3 separate regions of the Mus musculus genome follow, and all the other regions are linked to region 1. A link is a contact called in public HiChIP or PLAC-seq data. All regions are on one chromosome and are shown on one strand. Each heading gives the region's core, a stretch centred on a gene start, on an enhancer-like site or on the middle of the called end of the contact. The rest is flanking DNA. Distances are from core to core; before and after follow the strand shown.

Evidence for each region. HiChIP or PLAC-seq counts read pairs in DNA pulled down with a chosen protein or histone mark.
Region 2: a contact with region 1 is called in an H3K4me3 HiChIP or PLAC-seq map of neural progenitor cells, with 15 read pairs. The contact joins the enhancer-like site here to the promoter of Bmpr1b in region 1. A contact is called at or near these places in 7 of 39 promoter capture datasets (the 3T3-L1 cell line, cranial neural crest, embryonic stem cells and 4 more), 1 of 484 Hi-C or Micro-C datasets (cerebral cortex) and 8 of 115 datasets of contacts at active chromatin or transcription factors (craniofacial prominence, embryonic basal ganglia, embryonic forebrain and 5 more).
Region 3: a contact with region 1 is called in an H3K4me3 HiChIP or PLAC-seq map of neural progenitor cells, with 34 read pairs. The contact joins the enhancer-like site here to the promoter of Bmpr1b in region 1. A contact is called at or near these places in 12 of 39 promoter capture datasets (the 3T3-L1 cell line, cranial neural crest, embryonic stem cells and 7 more), 2 of 484 Hi-C or Micro-C datasets (granulosa cells and nephron progenitors), 12 of 115 datasets of contacts at active chromatin or transcription factors (astrocytes, embryonic basal ganglia, embryonic brain and 7 more) and 3 of 9 other capture datasets (adipose tissue, embryonic stem cells and macrophages).

Annotation. Positions count from the first base shown.
Region 1 is chr3:142,167,478-142,171,343 of GRCm38.p6, reverse strand. Bmpr1b (bone morphogenetic protein receptor, type 1B) reads left to right here and starts at 1,919. Exons shown (of 12, transcript NM_001277217.2): 1 at 1,919-2,199.
Region 2 is chr3:141,917,775-141,921,640 of GRCm38.p6, reverse strand. All of the region lies in intron 2 of Bmpr1b (bone morphogenetic protein receptor, type 1B), which reads left to right. Among named protein-coding and RNA genes, the nearest start is that of Gm15689, 240 kb to the right of the region's middle. Within about 2 kb of position 1,805, at least 7 of the 459 cell types and tissues checked have an H3K27ac peak or open chromatin away from gene starts, as enhancers often do. A contact at or near this core is called in neural progenitor cells, where this site is marked.
Region 3 is chr3:141,934,895-141,938,760 of GRCm38.p6, reverse strand. The region is part of intron 2 of Bmpr1b (bone morphogenetic protein receptor, type 1B); the gene reads left to right. Among named protein-coding and RNA genes, the nearest start is that of Bmpr1b, 230 kb to the left of the region's middle. Within about 2 kb of position 2,015, at least 46 of the 459 cell types and tissues checked have an H3K27ac peak or open chromatin away from gene starts, as enhancers often do. A contact at or near this core is called in astrocytes, embryonic basal ganglia, embryonic brain and 6 more, where this site is marked.

The sequences.
Region 1 (3,866 bases), core at 670-3,169:
TCCCTCTCTAGGTACCTTTAAATAGTCGTCTGAAAAATCCTCTGTCACCTTATGGTTTAACAATCCTCCCATTCTGCATCTTCATCTAAAGAGAGAAATCCTATCTCATTAGCCTAGCCAAGGTTGTCCCTGTTCCTCGCGCGCACACACACCACACGTGTTTATGCCACACCCTGAGAGTCTGCACTTAGAGCTGTGTGTTCATTCACTAAACGGCATCTTTCTTATTGTCTATGTCTACAATAGCTTATCTTTCTGTATTAGGAGTTTAAAGAAGGACAGATGCCATTAAATGTCAAATACCGGTGCCTGGCTTGCAATGGTTATTTGGTGCTGATTACTGTATGGCTAGCTTTGTGAACACTCTGTTGCTGCAGAGTGCCATATCCTAAGATCCTCCTTAAATATGGTTTATAGAGCCCTCTCATCCTTTTCTTCTACCCAGAGATTTTTTTTTTTAAAAGACTCTGTGCCCCTCTCCCCCATGACCTACAGAGGGTTTCAAGTACCTTTCTCTGTAACATCCAATTTATTTAAATTCAGTTTATAAGAACCTCTAAGGGAGAATCTTACACTTCTGTCTAGTAAATGTTATTAGTAATTCCTACATCACAGGGGTAGATCTATTCAAGTTTCTTTCCTATTTAAAACTAATGTCAGGAGACGAAAATGACAGAAAGTCTGATTGGGGGACAGATAGAAGGCAAGTTCACTGGTCACATACTTATAGTTAGGAAAGAAGAGAAAGACGATGCAGAAGGGGAGGGGGTGGGGTTATCTCTGACTCACAGAGTGAAGGCAACAGGTTGGATTCCACCTTTGCAGTTCTTTCAGCTCTAAGTCCTGACACCTGGGGTCAGCAAGGGCCCAATAAAGAGACACCAACAAGCAATTTACCTACTTAGAAAACTTCTAGACAACGTCTTACAGTCTGGCTTCAGGGACTATAACATGGATACACGATGGGGCAGGCAGACTCCCTTGGCGACACTGTCATTTCAGGATAAATATACCCACCATTTACCAACTCATTAATAAACACCAGGGACCCCACTTGCTCCTAAGAGGGACCTGTAGGTCTCTTATATTTACAGGTGAAAATATTTTATTTAACGTCTGATTCAGCTGGAACAATTTCAGAAGAAAGGGGATGAAATAAAATGGTAGGAATGAAATAGATCATAATGAGAAACTCATAAGAAATTCACTTCCGAGTGGCACAAAATAAAACTTAAGTCACACTTCTAACGAGGACAAACGGGGCTGCTCAACATGCTTGGAATTTAAAAAAAAGTGAGGAAATGAATTATGGTGGAAACTGGGCATCAGGCATTAGGAAGAAAAGATATTTGGAATTCATGAGATACCGCCCTGGGAAACAGTTGGCAAAATGGCTGAGTTGAAAGAGGTTAGCTATGCTCCCCAAATCTCCGGAGAAGCCGAATCACCTTACTTTATATTCATTTCTCCAAGAGTCGAAACACTTACAGACTTAGCCAGGAGACCACAGAGTAAAGATGTCAAATGCTTTCTCAAGCCAAACTGTAAAATTTCATCGAACACAAGTGGAATTTTTTGCGTTGCCTTTCATTGTTTACAATTTCAAAATATCTGTATTAAGGAAAAATTTCATTTTCCTAGGAAGCCTCACTCCATGCCTCAAGATTTCTAACCCCTCACCCGAGACTGTGGATCTAATTTGATGTGCACTCCCCTCCCCTTTTTTATGAGGTGTGTGACCAACGTTTCCATAACTTCTCCAAAGTGTCGCTGGCCCCGGAGAAGTTGAAGTTCACCGCGCTCTGCCATTTGGAGTCGGTCCCAGCTCGCACCATTCCGCGCTGCCTCCTCGCGCTTTTGTTTCTGGAAGCTGAAGGGGGCGTGTGGCAAGGCTTTTGGACCAGCCAGGGACGTTTGTCCGGCTGCAGCGCCAGGGATGCTCTGAGGACGGCTCTGGAGGTGGCTGGGACCGCTCCAGGCGCCGGGCCGCGTAATCCCTGCGCTAAGTGCTTGGCTCGCAGTCTGCAGTCACTAGTGGGAGCTGGAGAGGGCGAGTGAGAAAAATTCCAGCGGCGGCGGAGCGGGAGGAGGGACAGGAGCTACGGCGGCGGCGGCAGAGGCAGCGGCGGCGGCAGAAGTTGCCGGCGTGGTGCTCGTAGTGAGGGCGCGGAGGACCCGGGACCTGGGAAGCGGCGGCGGGTAAGGGGCGCTGGGAAGGGGCCTGGGAGTTCGGATCGGGGGTCTCCAGGGTAGCCCGCGCTTTGTGCGGCGATCGGGGTGGGACACGTGCTCCTCGGGGAGCGGGACACCCGGACAGCGGGGCGCTCCCGGGCCACGAGCGCTTGGGGGGACGCCAAGGGGCACCGAGCTCGGGACCAGCCACCTGCCTCGCCTGCTCCTCGGACCCGCTGGGAGAGCCAAGGCGCTCATGGGACAACCACACTCTTCGGTCCTCTCGCGCTCTCCCCTGCCCCTTAGTCACTCCATCCTCTCAGCCCTCTCCTCTTCCGAGTCTTTCCAACGTGATCCCATACTTAGTAGCTGACTTTCCCCACCTCTTGTCCTTTCCTCCTGTCCCTCTACACTATTCCCATCGGTTCTCTGCAGGGTGAGGTTTTTCTGACATTGGAGAAAGACCCTCCGGAAGTTGTGCAGGGCGGCAGGTATCTAGTTTCTCTGAGCCTCTCCAAGGAGGCTGAGTGCTCTGTGTTCTGAATGGGGACCTTGTGGCTTCTTTGAGTTATTAGGGACTGCTCTTTTCTTAGTCACCTTCCCCCAAGGTGAGGTCAGTTACTGTGAGGGGCCACAAAGGTGCCAGTGAAACAGAACAGAAGAAGGCAGCTGAGTAACAGAAGGTCCCAGACATATCCGCAGTGAAGCGGAACCACCTGAGAGAAGGCTCCTGGATTCTGGAAAAACAAAAGGCTCCATGAGTCCTCACGATGGAGTTCAGCTGAAGAACATTTGAAAAATAATATGAAAAAGCCCTCGGTGTGAGAGCCTCTTGCTGTCCTCACTGAGACTAAGTCTTTGCTTTTCATATGCATATTTTTGGGGCTCTTGGTCACAACTTCTCTAATTATTGTTTTGAGGGAAGTTAAGAGAAATGGTCTATGTCAACGGGGCACTTATGTTTTAAGAAAAAGTGATTTCAACTTTGTACTTTTATACCTCTTTACATTCTGCCGATCAAGGAGAATTATGTCTAACTGCAAAGAAAATAGGAAAGGATTTGTCAGTAATTTAAAAAATATGAGACATTCCAGGGATCAATAATTTCTTTGGAGCATTCTCATTACGAGGATGTTGTCGAGGATATTACATGTTAGTGAAATATGTTAGCTGTGACACACTTGGATCATTGTGTGGCAAAAAAAAAAAAAATTACGTGCGCGCTGCAAGCAAATCATATCGGCAATGGCTTTTTATGGAAAAGTTAGCTTGAAGTTAATTACTGCCATTCTCAGCTTTCTTTATTCCTGCATAGTGTACCTTTGTTTTGAGCAAAATATGGCCCAGGGCTACAAGACTGGGTCCAGTGTGTTATTTGTCCAATCTGAATTACCATTTAGAAAACCACCTTTTCCTTTTGGTCACAGGAGGCGAGTTGATGTGATCTCATTACACATGTGTGAGGGGCTGCTGATGAATTTTAGCCGCACTGATTTGTGAATATTGAAAACAAAATGTTGGGTTTTGGCGAGGTAGCAATCTTGATTTATGCCATGTTCATGAATCATCAGTATTGACAGCACCTTTGCCACGTTGTTTACCAGGTGCTGCCAGAGTGCAGTCAGGCAGGGTTGTCTGAAACCCCTGTTAGGTTATTATTGTCCCAGAATAACTTCTTACTACCCCTCGAGGAA
Region 2 (3,866 bases), core at 556-3,055, 250 kb after region 1:
CAAATGTGCTGTCTTTAACCTTATCTTGTTTTGTAAATTAGCATTCGGGCATTTAGGGGAGATTCTGTTCCCTCAGGACCCATGCCTACAGCCCTTGTTGTACTCAAACAGACATAGACTATATATATCAAATTCAAAGAGAGAAGAGAAGGGGCGGTGAATGCCGTGGATTGTCTCATTCTGTGATCCAGGTCATGCTCGAACCACATCTGCAGCTTTGTGAAGTTTCTGCAGGAAGCTGAGCAATGCAGCTGTCTCTAATGTACTGTGAACCTTGAAAGGAATTTCCTTTCAAGTAAGAACGGAAGTAGTTTGTGTGTGGGATGATGGAGTGAAGGGTTTGATTTAACAGAAAATAAAGGGCAATTATGTGTGTAAAACAGCCACACATCCTAAAACAATCCTAGTAGGAAGGTATGTTAGAGGTACCTATGTGCATACTTGAAAGAGTCTTGTAAACTTTTCATAAGCTGCTTCTATTTCCTAGGCTTTGGTAGAGGCAAGTGGTATTCGTGGTTTTGGTGACTTTAAAAGTCTCACTGCTGGTCTTAGAGGTAGACCAGAAGTTGGAATATCAATGTTATTGCTAGCCTTTTAGAATTTACACATTTAGTCAAGGACTATGGCTGAAGCAGAACAGAACTGAGGAACAGCCTAGACAGAAACCATAGCAGGGAATGCTCATAAACTGTAATAAAGATGCTGAACTGCAGCTCTCCACAAACAGAGGGCTTCTGTCAGAGATGATGAAGGACTCAGTTTTCTTTAAAGCGTCTGGATATTGGGCATACTCCGGTGTATATATGGGTAACACAAGTTGGACCTCCTCCTCCTCTTCCTCCTCCTCGTTGTCCTCCTCCTCCTCCTCCTCCTTCCTTTTCCTCCTCCTCCTCCTCTTGCTCTTTTACCTCTTCCTCTTTCTTCTTGTTGGGAAGAGGTTACAAGGGGAGGGGGACAGACCTGGGAAGACTGTGAAGTAAGTATAATAGGGGTTCATGATGTAAAATTCCAAAGTAATCAAAAATATTTTTTAAAAGAAAGAAATCCAAAGCAGGTGTTTGCTACATGCACATATAGCAACAAGTTGCAAAAACAAAACAAAAATAACCCCAAAACCAACCAACCAACCAACCAAACAACAACAACAAAAAAACCATTGCCACCTCAGAGCATTTATTTGAATGCCTGAATGAAACAAAGCTAGGGACTTTGGTCTTGCCTTTTTCCTTTATTCTGTCATATTCTACTTTATTAAAAGCATTTGTGTTCATGGCAAGGCACTTTTATGATTGTTTATTTACAATAAGGGAAAAAAAACCCAACAACCTAGGACTACATTTAAGTTTTAGGGGAACAAGAAATTGCACACCACCTGGAAGAATAGAGCAGCTTTTCCTTTTCTTCTTGAAATACTTATCTCATGAGGTAACTTGAAAAGTATCTCAAATTGCTCAGCCTGCAAAGAAGACATCTGATCTCTGGCTTTACTCCTGCAGAGTGAGCTTTAACACCTCTACAGATTCATTTCTTAATGCTAAAATTATGCAGTCATTGTTCCTTTCCATTGCTGGACATCGCTTGTAGAGTGTCCCTATAAATTTGCACACTGGGTTTTATAGCATTGGGCAGCTGAGGCAGAGGGTTTGGAGGAAGCTGATCTGCTGGCTTTAGTAGGTGAAGTTGCTGTAGTTCATATCTTACTTTTCCACCCCGCCACTGATTATTTATCCAATGAGCATAAGCGTACACGTTGCTTTTGAAAGCTGAATGAGAACACTTGCCCTTTGTCTGTGGCTTGTTTTGATTCTTACATCTGCTCCAGAAAGGGTTTTAAAGGGCCACTGAAGATGCCATAGCATCTGTTTTTGTTTTATAAGACACATGGGCAAAATTATGCCCTAGAAGTTCTATAATGCCTTACTTTTTAGTCTGCAGATTGTTTTCTTATTTTTGTGTTTAAATGAATCATTAAAGCATGCTTATGGGTTTATTAAATATTAGTAATGTAACAGAAAAAAACTGTCACTATTGGTATTTTTGTAACTTAAAGATACACATGTCAGTATTTTTTTAATATGACAGTGTTTGCCATTTTTAGATGATAGGCATAAAGAAAGCTGACAATACTTCATTTTGAGATGGAATAACATGCTAATTTTGTCTTATATAGCTTTAAAAATTAACATAATTTGATTATGGCTTAGGATAAAGCATTGGTGCTTAATTATCTCATTGTATAAATCATGAAGCAGGCTCAAAGGCGTTAAGTTATACATTGGGTCAGAAAGTTAATATAAGGCAGTACCTAGATTAAGATTGTCTGACTCCTGTGTTGGTTTTGTTATCTACCCTGTAAATATCTGCTAAGGGAAAATATTTATATGGTTTCAATTTACAAGAAGCTTCAAAAATGTAAAGCATAAACTTTTAGAATCTTACAATGGCAAACTTAATACTTCAGGGAAGAAAACCACAAAAAAGTGGGTAGACCATACTCTTGGAAAATGGGCTGCATGGTTTATGGAGCAGAGTTATTGTCAGCTGTCTATGTCTTTAAAAAGACAGAAATGGAAAGCTGAATGATATAAAAATCAAAAATAATGAACATGCTATCCACAGGAGGAGGATGTAGATATGACAAGCAGATAAATAAGAGAATTATCAGCTCAAGTAATAGGAAATACCAAGCTCCAGTAAGCCATGTGACAAAGGAATGAAAAGTTTGGAATTACCAAGGTTTGGCAACTTAGGAAGAAACAGAAACTCCTAGCTGCTGTTAGTTGTAAATTTTCTTCTAAGTTTGAATAGTGACCAACAATTCACAGATATTGAAATTGTGTAGAATAGTCAGTCATAGGCCAAGGAAGGAATCCTAAGACATGGCATTTAAAAGTACAAGCAACAATAAGAATTAACAAATGGAATTCATCAATTAAAATTAGTTTCTGTGCTTCAGAGCATATCACCAAGAAGGGAAAATATAGTCTACAGAATTAGCAAAAAAAAAAAAAAAAAAAAAAAAAAAAAAAGAAAGAAAGAAAGAAACTCAAATATTGCATATTGCATAATAGACATTTATTCTAGTAAAATGAAGAAAACAAACAATAAGGAATTATCCTGTGCAAAATTTGACAAGTATCTAAACAGACATTTATATTTATCTAAACAGACATTTACATAGTGAAACAAAGGGATGATCAGCATTGTTATTTATTATAGACTTTCAAGTCAAAACTGCAGTGTGATACTGCTTTTATATCTACTATGTATTACTATTTTAATAAAAAACTATAATTAATAAGTGATCAAATAGTTTGCTGAAGAAGAATGTATGTTCAGACATGCACTTGAATGTTTACCATGACATTATTCAAAATAACTATGAACTGTAGACAACCCAAATATCCATCAAGTCACGAGCAGATTAAATAATTACAGGGTTTGCTTTATTACACATTTGTATAATTTTACATACTAGAATAGGATCAGTAATGAAATCAGTTGTGTATGTCAGCTAGAACACATGGATTTTCTTCTTTTTTCTTTCTATTTATTGAAGACTTGGTTCTAGCAACTACTGTCTATAATTAAAACACCAAATTAGGGTTCATACCTTGACTATTGTTTGCTTTTCATTATGTCAATGACACTATTCCATATTTAAAACATGAACTTTAGTGAGGTAGATTGCCACTTTATTATTTTTATTTACAATAAAAATCATTTATGATCAAATTATGTTAGACTTGGTTCAAGTTGGGCTCTTTTTCCTTTGCTAACATAGCAGAGTGGTTCACCTGCAATTGTCCTTTTTTGGCTCAGGTCAAGGAAACAGTATCTCACTGGACAGCTGCTGTGTGTAACTG
Region 3 (3,866 bases), core at 766-3,265, 230 kb after region 1:
TCATTTACAGACCATATCTATTTGCTCATAGTGGTCTCATCTGTATATGGAAGTGTGATCACCTGCCACACAGGGTGAGGACCAGATGTGGAAGTATATTAAGGGTACAATATGGGGCCTACAAAGGCTCTCCATAAAGCACACACCACAGCCACCACACCAATGTTCTCCTTTGCACTACATTCACTGGGAAGTTGTAAACTTGCTTTCCCTGGGTTCTTTGCCTCCATGCTCTTATCAAGATTCATTCCTTCCATTCAATTTCCCCTTCATATGTGGTAGATGATTGTTTTCCCCTAAGTGATTGTCAGAATAATTTCAGATATTATCTCTCACTTGATTGCAGATGATCAGGGTGCAGATTTGCCATTATACTCTGTTCATAGAGTAAGAAAGGCTAGATTAAATGCCTGTGTGTGGATTGTGCATAGTGGAAACCTTCTGACGTCAGTCTGTTTCTTCTGTATGGTTTCCTTAATAATTGTTCAGTTGATTGTATTATGTAGTTTAATTGTCTCAGCTGCTTTTAATTTTCTTCCCATTTTTCAAATGCCCATTGATTTGCCCATCTCACGTGGATGGTTAAACCCTTGAGTATGTGTGTGTAGACAAAGACAGAGACACAGAGACACAGACACACAGACACACAGACACACAGACACACACACACACACAGAGAGAGAGAGAGAGAGAGAGAGAGAGAGAGAGAGAGAGAGAGAGAGAGAGAGAAGGAGAATGGGGGATGGGGGGAGGAGAGAGATGCATAGTCCATGCATATTCATACCATGGTTCTCAAGAAGTAGTCAATGTTCTCTAGGTAAGTGACCATTGATTTGATATAGCATTATAACAATGACTTTTTGAAGCATCTTGCTTTGATATGTTTGCTTGTGCTGCTGCTCATAGAATTATTCACTTCCAGTTTCTGTATATTATGCCATTATATCACACAGTCTGGGGCTCATTTTTTCTTTTCAAAATTTACCTTAAATCATGTTTATGTGTTCTCTCCCTCTTATTCTTTCTTTCTTGTTTTCTCTCTCTCCTGTTCTCTCTCTCTCTTTCTCTCTCTCTCTCGTTCTCTCTCTCCCTCATTCTCTCTCTCTCTTGTTCTCTCATTCTCTCTGTATGTGTGTGTGAAATATAATGGTAGAAGAACAACATTGCAGCCTGTGTCAGAATATATGATATCTACTAGAGTCCTTGTATATTAAAAAGCAGTGTGTATGTTAAACGTAAAACAACTCAGACCAGGGACTGCTGGTCCAGCTTATATTAAGATGTTCAAAGTGTTTCCTATACGTGTGGTTTTCTCTGTTACCTCTGTGAATGTCTCAGATAAGTTTTATTTATAGTTGTTTTACATGAAAATTTACCAAAAAAAGAAAATTTACCTATTTAGTTTTTTGAAATCCATCCTTAGTAAATATCTTTTTTGGGTGGGGGAGCCCTCTGCTAAGGCTGTTAAGACTTGGTTTATAGTAAAAGGTTTGAGATTTTTTTGAAGAAGGAACAAAGTCTAGTTGTTTATATTTGTGTGAGAAGTTTTTGTGTTGCCAGTGGTAACTACAGAGAATTATTTTAAACAGTGCCCTTTTAATAACAATGGTCTTCCCAAACGTAGTGTGGCGTAGCTTTAAACTTTATTAAGCCCGCCTTGTCCTCCTTCCCCTCCCTGAGTAAATGGAAGAAAAGTTTCCAGGCTCCTTGCTGGGAATTTGATTGATGCCCAGAACATCTGAAGGACTTTTGTGTCCTGCCTGCTCGCCGTGAGTTCATAATGTGTGAATACGTAAAAGAAGGTCAGCCCTTATCACATGTAATCGCGGCCTGAAAGCAGATCGGCACTGACAGTCAGATCCTGCATATAAGGGCACAAATCATTGCCTGCTCCGCTGAGACAAGTGGTGGGATCTTTACTCTCCCTTTTTACCCCTTCCCACTCAGGGGGACCTTGGCAGCGCAATGAAAGCCCAGCGAAGACGTGCTCAGAATAACGTGTCCCTCTTGGGAGGAGGAAGGGATTGTGTGTTTGTCATGATGTGACGGTCTTTCATTGAGCAGCTGAAGGCAGCTCTGGGTTGTTAGTGTCTAGTGGTGTGGAATGCTGCAAATTAGGACAGGCCAGGGAGGCAGGAGGCCTGAGAAACAGCCGAAGATGTGGTCTTTCCTGACTCCAAAGGCAGGGAAAATGTTTTTGTTCCCTGACTTGCTTTCCACTTTGCTCTCATGATATAGAATATTAATAGTTCCTTCTTAAACGTGAATTAAGTGTTTATTTAAAACCCAGAATAGTGTCATGGGTTATCAGCACTGTCCTGCAGGCAACACATGTACGAGCTTAAAAAATACTGTAGTTCAAAACTCCATGGAATGATAGGGATCAAAAATGTTGGAACTTCTAAAAGGAAGATGGAACATTGTGTCATCCTAACAGGCCTGTGCACTGGAACTGATACTTACGTAAATCATATTGCAAGCATCATGAGTAGAGATGTTCAGATAATAATTACAGCAGCACGGACATTATAGTCCTTTTTAAGAATAATGAAAGATGTTGCATCCTTATAGGTACAGAAGACAAAATTATTTATATTATTTCCAAATCTTTTGTAGTTTGCTTCAAACTATAAGCTAAAAGATGTAGTACTTGCTTTCTGTTTGTGCAACAGAAAAATGGAGAGTGTGCCTATGAGTATGGAAGCATTCTTTTCCAAACACAGAGGATGAAAGCAAAGCTTCTGTTCAGGAGACTAGACCCTTCCTGGCTTCTAATTTCCTTTCCAGCCTCCTGGTTGCTGCTCCCTACCCCAAATCTCTGGATCTTTGGGCACACCCAATTTCTCACATCTCTTTCAAACATGACTCCCAACATCTATTCATAATTGTATGTGATGTCTTGTTTTCTCTGTACAAGGGTTCCTTACACTGGAAATTCCTTCAAGGTCTAGGTTTATTTTAATTTTTAATTTTACCATATATGTGAATGTGTGTCTCTGTGTGTGTATACCTGTGTGTGCCCCTCCCCTCTCTGTGTGTGCATTCATTCATTTAGGTATTTTTATGTGTGAGTGTGGGTGTGCATGCATGCATGCGTGCTCCTGCATATAGAGATGAACATCAGGTGTCTCCCTTTATTTCTGCCCGTCATTGAAGTTTAGATTTCAGCCATCTCTGTCTTCCCTTCCCCCAGCTTGAAGTTCCAGATGCCTGCTAGTGTGCCAGGCTGGGCATCTGAACTCAGGGCCTCATGCTTCTGCAGTAGTGCAGGCAAGCTGCAAACCTCGCAGTCCCTGGGGACCAAGTTGCTATAAAGCCTCTCTCTTATGACGACACCCATCCTCAGGCCCCACTAAATTCTGGGTAGTCATTGTCTGTGTCTTCCCCTCCCACTGTAGGAAAAGGCAAGCTCTTTCCTGAAGGCAGATATTACCTATTTTTGCTTCTCATAGTAGAGTCACTAACACAGACTTATCTCCCCCAACATACATGCGGACACACACACACACACACACACACACACACACACACACAAGTCCCCAGCAAAGTCTGAGATAACACATTATATCATCAATGTAAAAATCAGGAAGATGGAATTTCCAGATGAAAATAAATCGGAAATTGACATTGGTAACAAGGTAATCTCAGTTTAGAAATATTCTTCTGCTTTAAATATATGAATATGTGATGAATTCAGCCAAAATAATTATATTCAAAGAGATCCCTCTCCAGATATAATTGGAATTATTTTAAAACCTGTTGTTTAAATGATAGCATCACTTGTCACAGGAACAGTGTGGCCCGTGCAACTTTGTGTCCTGTCCTTTTAAACAAGGGGAGTGAAGGTTCTCATGTCAGCAGGCAGG